Linked DNA regions of Mus musculus: region 2 is linked to region 1. The links are chromatin contacts, called in public Hi-C maps. All regions are on one chromosome and are shown on one strand. The core of a region is the stretch at or near the end of the contact, and the rest is flanking DNA. Distances in the headings are between cores, read along the strand shown.

Region 1 (3,309 bases), core at 633-3,132:
CATTGTTTGATGAGCATTAGCAGAAGGTTACTGTGATTAATTAAATGAAGGTCACTCCGTGGCTTCATCTTTTATCTAAGAAACAAAATAAAGGAACAATACACACTTTAGATGTTCTTAGTATCTGTTGATTTCAACAGAATTTAGTTGGTAGGTTACTATTTTGGAAACTTAAGTAGATATTACTAATGATATTACATTAAAAAAAATGGAGTAGTTTGAGAGGGAGATGCTGTGAGTCATCCTGCTCCCCATAGGAAGGGGCCTTTCTCCTAGAGGTGAAAGTCATTCCTATTTCCACATGGCCTGTGCCACTTTCTTTCTGTGTCCTCCCCACCATGCTGTAGCCATCTTAAACCTCCACTGTTGCTGACACCCAGTTACCTCTTGTTCCAGGGTATCTGTACCCCTACCTCTTCTGTGTCTAGTTTTGCATTATGTTGTCCCTTGACCTTGATATAGAAGCCAAGGCTGGGTGTCCCTCCATCGTGCCTTGCTAGCATCATATTTTGTATATTACAGTTCCTTCTGTACTATGGTACTGGTACTTATGTGTGTGACTACTTCTCTGGATAGTGACACTAATGCAGGGCAGTGATGCTGGTTGTTCCCAGCACTTGAGGACTTGCATGGTGAAAAGTAATTGTCAGTATTTAAGGGTTTGAATGAATGCATAAATGATGAAGCAATGCCAGCAATGTCCCAACATGCAAACGTTATGGTCTCATGTCCTTTGCTGGATTGCAGTTTCTGGTAAAGTGATAAACATGCCTGCCAGCAGTGGCCCCACCTTTTAGACCTGATATAGTCATATTACAATGGCAGTTTATTTCATTTTAAAAACACCTCTGCATAAGAAGAGGCTGGAGCCCTCTGTTTCTGACTCACATGCTTATGTTCATGTGCTCAGCAGAATGAATAAATTAAAAGAGCCTGTGTGCTGGTTGAGTGCTAGGAGCTATTGATAGGTATTCAGGTTGCTGATTCAAAACGAAATTGTTTCAAAACCTGAAAGCCAAAATAGACAAACCCCAGAGTTTCTGCTATAGAAATGAATCCAAGGTACTTGGTGCCTATTTGGAATATAATTGCTTCACAACTGGTAGATTTTTTCATTTTTAAATAGATTAAATTTTTCTTTCAATATATTTTTACTAAGCGTTCTATCTGCTGTGCAATATTGTTGTCAGTTCAGTGTAATGAGAATGCTTGGAACTGTCTGAAGGACTAAGGGATTAGTAAGGAATCTTAAACTGTACACAGTTTATGCGCAACTGTAAATACCTAATGTGCTATAGAAAAGCCTGTTACCAGAAAGATCTTTTATCTAATCACCCTGCTTGAAATTAGTGTGAGAAACATGGACTAATGGTATCATGTTCTGTAGAAAAGAGGAATTTTGTTTTGAATTTCTTGAGATATTCTAAATAAACCTAATTGATTCTCAGCAGTTACATGTTTGGCATTAATAGTAGACAGGTGCTGCTGTTTGCAGGCGTGTGTGGTGCCTCCATAGGAGAGCACACATCCCCTCTCCTGCGTCCACCGTACCTGGCCTTGGGATGTGCTTTGGCTGAGTAATTTAAGTGGAAGTGACTTATGCTTAATTAGAAGCAGGAGTCCAGTTTTCGACATTTTCTTTCTTTCTCCGCTTGACAACTCACATTCATTCCAGATGGACATCTTTCTATCACATTAAGACAAAATAAAGATGGCCACTAGTCTACCAATAGCCAGCCCTTGATACACATGTGGCATGAGCATAGAATAAACTTGTTAGAAACCATTGAGATTTTGTTTCTGAAACTTAACCCAGCCCCCTAGTTCCCAGGCGTTAGCATGAATCTGCAGAACCACATGGAGGATTTCTTGTAACACATGTTGCAATACATCCTTTGGCTCCACTGTTGGAGTCTCCAAATGCTGTGGATCTAGAGAAAGAGTCCACGCCTGCAGTAAGTCAGTGGTAGCTTCCAAGGCTTTACATTTCTCACATGGAAAGAAGCTGTTTTGGAGGGGAGGCAGTGCAGAAAGGCAGCCTCAAGTCTTGACCAAAGCATGCTTTCAGGCAAATCATGGTTTGAAAGTGTGGAGCTGAGCGCCTGTTCCTTTAAGCATGCCCTTTGTAGCATGTAAAGTTTGTGTAGCACCAGCTGAATGACTGCCACTGTCTTGCTTTGCATCTGTGGTTATCTTTGGAAACTTACAGATGCTTATCTCTCTATGGTATTTCTTCTTCACAGTCAGAACTCAAGCTAGAGAGCGAGCCATTCAAGGTGGACTTCCTGTTGTCTTCTGATAGATGGAACTAAACTCTTTGGGGAGAGTTCTCTTCTTTGGCATACATTTCTCAATAATGAGAGACTAATGTTAATATTTTCAGGTAGCTGATCACTTTACTCACTGTGAAAACTCATTTGCTATATTAATGACATAGATACCAATATATTTGAAATACATTATTATGATCTATTTAAAATATTTTGTTCCATCTTTTTCCCAATAATTATGGGAGGAGAAAAAATTCATAATATTTACCAGTCTTGAGGTCCTTTAAAATAATAATGGTTATAATTAATTGCATTTACTATAAAAAGTTTTATTTCTAGCAATGCTATGAATTTGAGGCACTTGCTAAATTTTTCTTGAACTTGTGTGAAAAGTAATTTCAGTCTTATTCCTAGTACTTTTAATGTGCCAAGTGTGAGCAGGCATTCCTGGTGAGGAGCCTGCAGCCAGACCCTTCAGCCTGGGTCCTGGAAGTCGCCTTCTACTCCTTTTTGTCTTCAGGCTTGACCACCACAGCTCTACAGAAATGTATCCTATTGACATTTCTCTTTGGGTGATTCTTGGCTTTTAAGCTATTGCAGAAAGCTTGGAACACTACTTTTCCTAGTGCTTGGATTTTAAGCAAAACCCATCCAAGCTTTTCCAAGTTTAAGGAGAAATCTGATTCTGTTGGAGTTGTTGCTGTGCGTTTAAGCCCAACTGTTTCTGATTTGTATGTGGGACACAGCAGAAGGCAGTGCACAGTAATCATTTGGAGGTTCACACTCGGTTCCCTGCACATGCTGCCTGCCTCAGCGGCATTCTTTGGGTTCCTGGGGACCAACCCAATCCCCAGGGCTCCAGGCATGAAATGAGCGTTCAAAAAAATATTTATCAGAGTAAAAAGCAGTATTGTTGATTCACTTGAAAGTGCACGAAGAGGATTTATTGAGATTATTCGGAGTTAGGATTGCTCATGGAGAAACAAAACAAACTTTCCCAATTTAATTGTTGTTCTTCTAGCTCTGGACTGCTGTGTAT
Region 2 (3,466 bases), core at 620-3,119, 680 kb before region 1:
CAATCCTCCAGGAAAAGAGCCAAGACCTGCTGAGGTGCTGGCTGAAGGTGAAGGAAATACAGAATGGGTAGTAGAGGAAGGTAGTTATAAATACCAATTAAGGCCACGTAACCAGTTGCAGAAACGAGGATTATAAAGTAATATGAATGCCCATTGTAAATTTACTAATGCGTTTGCGATTGTACGAGGGATAGTTATATCATGTTAGGCGTATTTACAACCTTGTTATTGTTTCATGTGAACATGAGATATTATTTGTGTCAAGTTGACAAGGGGTGGATTGTAGTGGCTATTCCTGGTTGTCAACTTGACAATATTTGGAATGAACTACAATCCGGAATTGGAAGGCTCACCAGTGACCCTTATCTGGAGGCTTGGAGATCCTTATCTGGATCTTGGTTTGAAGATCTTGAGCCATAGTGGCTATGGATTCCAGAAGATTGAATCTCCGAGTTAAGGAACACACCTTTAATCTGGGCTATGCCTTTCATCTGGGATTAAAGGTGTGGTGGAACACACCTTTAATCTGGGCTACACCTTTTGCTGGAGACAATATAAGGACATTGGAAGAAGGGAGTCTAGCTCTTGCTCTTGCTCCTTTGCCTGCTTGCTGCGTGAGACTGAGTAACTGCTAGATCCTTGGACTTCCATTCACAGCTGCGACTGAACAATTGTTGGGAATTGAGCTGCCGACTGTAAGTCATCAATAAATTCCTTTATTATCTAGAGACTATCCATACGTTCTGTGACTCTAGAGAACCCTGACTAATACAGGTAAGATATCTTTTTTCAGAGCAGTCTTGCTTTATTTGATTTGTGTGTGCCTGTGTGGGGATGGGTGCGTGTGAGTTCAGGTGGTTTTGGATGCTAAAAGCGGGAACCTTCTGGGGCTGGCGTTACAGGAGGCTTTGAACTGCCTGACACTGGCGCTGAGCTCTGGCCCTCTGCAGAACCGGCATGTGCTCTTAACCGCTGAGCATCTCTCTAGCCTAGGATCATTTAAAATTTTATATCCCCCTCATACATGCACATAATGTACCTTAATCATATGCAATCCTAATATCTCTTCTCACCTCCTCTCTAGAACTTTACCTTCATGCCCCCTGCCCCCTTTAAAATAACCGCCTGAGTCTAGTTATCCACTAGGTCAGACATAGCAAACCTACCAGAGCCCACGCCCCTAAGGAAAAATGACTTTCCCTCCTCCAGAAGCCGTCAATTGTTCCTCAGTTAGTGGTGGGACTTAGTGAGCTCTCTCCCAGCCGTGAGGGAATGCTGACTGGTCCGGCCGTGTGCAGGGCTTGTGCAGGTAACCATCACTGCACTACTGTGAGTTCCTGAGGGCAGTGGTCCCACCATTTCCTGACGTCAGCATTCCACAGCACTTGTTCTTACTCTCCATCCCTTACATTATTTTTGTTCCCTTTGTAACTGGTCTCCACACATTTGTCGTACGCTGATGCACGCACATAATGTGGGAGAATGAATGTCAGGGGCCGAGGACTGGCTCGGGTTCATAAGGTGCTTGCTGGAAGCCCTGCTTTCCATTCTCAGTACTGCGTAAAATGGATAAACACGCACACTTGTAATCTCAGCCCTTGTAAAGTGGAGACATTAGGATGAGGGCTTCGAAGCTATCCTTGGTACATTGTGAGTTTAAGGCCAGTATGGAGCTACATAAGACTCTGAGGTGTATGTGTGTTGGGTTGGAAAAAGAATCCAAATAATGTTGTTTCCTAGAGTTAAAACTTGAAGCAGGCACAAATGCTCAGAACCTTCTGCTATCCTTCTGCTTCCTATCCCAACACAGCCCGTGTTTCTCTCCAGTCTCAAGCAGGCTTTGTCCCTGACTTCCAGCCTCCCTGGCTTTCCCCCCTCATCCTCAGAGGGAGGGCCTCACAAACCCTCTGCTTATTGGCTCTGGATCCGTGATTGATGAGGGGGTGCTCAAGTTGCTTGGACTCCGGGGGTGGGGGGGGGGGGGGGAGAGGCTTGTGACTGGCAGGGTGTGGATTGGCTCCCTCTGTGGCTCTTCCACCTTCAAAGCCAGGGGAGATGCTGTTTCCCTGGGGCAGTCCGTCTGCAGCTCCTGGGCCTACACTGCTGTTGCTGCCTGTGTCACCAGGATCCAGCTGGCTGTGCGCTTAGGACGCAGCTGTTCATGAGTCGGTTGATTCTTTTCCGTGGGGCTGACGGTCAGCCATTTATGGAGTTTCTAAAAGGTCCTTGGAGATAGCTGCTGGGCACAGCATGACTGTTTTGAGTGGACTGTAGGGAGCCATCAGTGCTCTCCAGCCAAACGCTCTTAAAGTAGAGTCAAGTTGGGTCATTGGAACACGGGTTCTGAGTGGCCCGGGCAAGCATCTCTGCCTTGCTTCCCTATTCGCACATTGATGCTTGTTGAAAGGCTCTTTCTTTGTCAGTCCCAATTTCATCTTCAAAGCTCTGGAAATTTCAGGTGCCTGGTATTTGACTTTGGTTTCTTGAAATCATTTTTGTATTTTTAAAAACTTAAAAAATATAACCGTATGAAGTTCTATTTTTAACTAGATTAACACAACTTCGACGAACCACCCATTTGCTGTGGAGTTCACTTACAGGAATATGAGATTTCTTATCTCACATAATCCAACCTGTGCAACCAGAACAGAGTTAGAGGGACTTAGAAGAACTACAGAATTACCATGATAGTACACACATAAGTGTGTGAAGCAACTTGAGACACGGCTCTTGTTGAGAAAGAAGGTATCCAAGTTCTAGGCTGGCCTTTTGATGATGGCTCATCACCGTCCAAGCAGATCGTGGACGACAGGTTAAGTCTTGAAAACATGAAATTTCGTGAGGAGCTTGGCTGTTGTATGGCTGTACCTTGTGCTGCAGGTCTTGGGAGAACTCCAGTGCTTGCTGCAGTAAAAAATGAAGAGGAGCTATGGCTTATAAGACAAAAGTGGGTCAGAGATTTCTCCAGCAGGCAACTTCTGTATTTGGAGAAACAGTGTTCTAAAACGTTGCTGCTTTTTAGAGTCTCCAATGGAAAAATAGCGTTCAATACAAGATGGCTGCTTGATGCTGTTTCCTTGGGAGTGGAGCTTGAGATATGACCAAGTTCATTGCACATTTTAGTCAATAATATAGGCTTAATGAATGAAACTGATAGTGTTTCCATGGGAATATTAAAGCTACAAGCTTGACAGCAGTGCAACCTCTGTCATGGTTATTACTATGCATGCAAGATATGTAAGAAATTTAGTGAGATTGGCTGCCAAGACATGACACAGTACTTGTCTGGTTTTAGTTATACAGAATTAAAATCCCCCCCCCCCCCGAAATATAAACAGCATTCCAAACCTCATGTGGTTTATTCCTTAAGTCATTTCAAACATTGCAAGTATATAGTTACTTACCTGCTCTTTGGTGTTCACCTTCTTGAAGTTTGTTCCACAGTTGCTTCTGTGGGATTTTAAGT

What was found. Hi-C and Micro-C count contacts between places; a contact is called where the count stands out from the background.
Region 2: a contact with region 1 is called in a Hi-C map of cranial neural crest, with 2.7 times the contacts expected there. The contact joins two enhancer-like sites. A contact is called at or near these places in 12 of 484 Hi-C or Micro-C datasets (the MNK3 cell line, adipose-derived mesenchymal stem cells, cerebral cortex and 7 more), 2 of 115 datasets of contacts at active chromatin or transcription factors (astrocytes and fibro-adipogenic progenitors) and 1 of 9 other capture datasets (embryonic stem cells).

The regions. Positions count from the first base shown.
Region 1 is chr7:89,170,849-89,174,157 of GRCm38.p6, reverse strand. All of the region lies in intron 6 of Tmem135 (transmembrane protein 135), which reads left to right. Among named protein-coding and RNA genes, the nearest start is that of Tmem135, 170 kb to the left of the region's middle. Within about 2 kb of position 1,882, at least 17 of the 459 cell types and tissues checked have an H3K27ac peak or open chromatin away from gene starts, as enhancers often do.
Region 2 is chr7:89,855,189-89,858,654 of GRCm38.p6, reverse strand. No RefSeq gene overlaps it. Among named protein-coding and RNA genes, the nearest start is that of Ccdc81, 47 kb to the left of the region's middle. Within about 2 kb of position 1,869, at least 46 of the 459 cell types and tissues checked have an H3K27ac peak or open chromatin away from gene starts, as enhancers often do.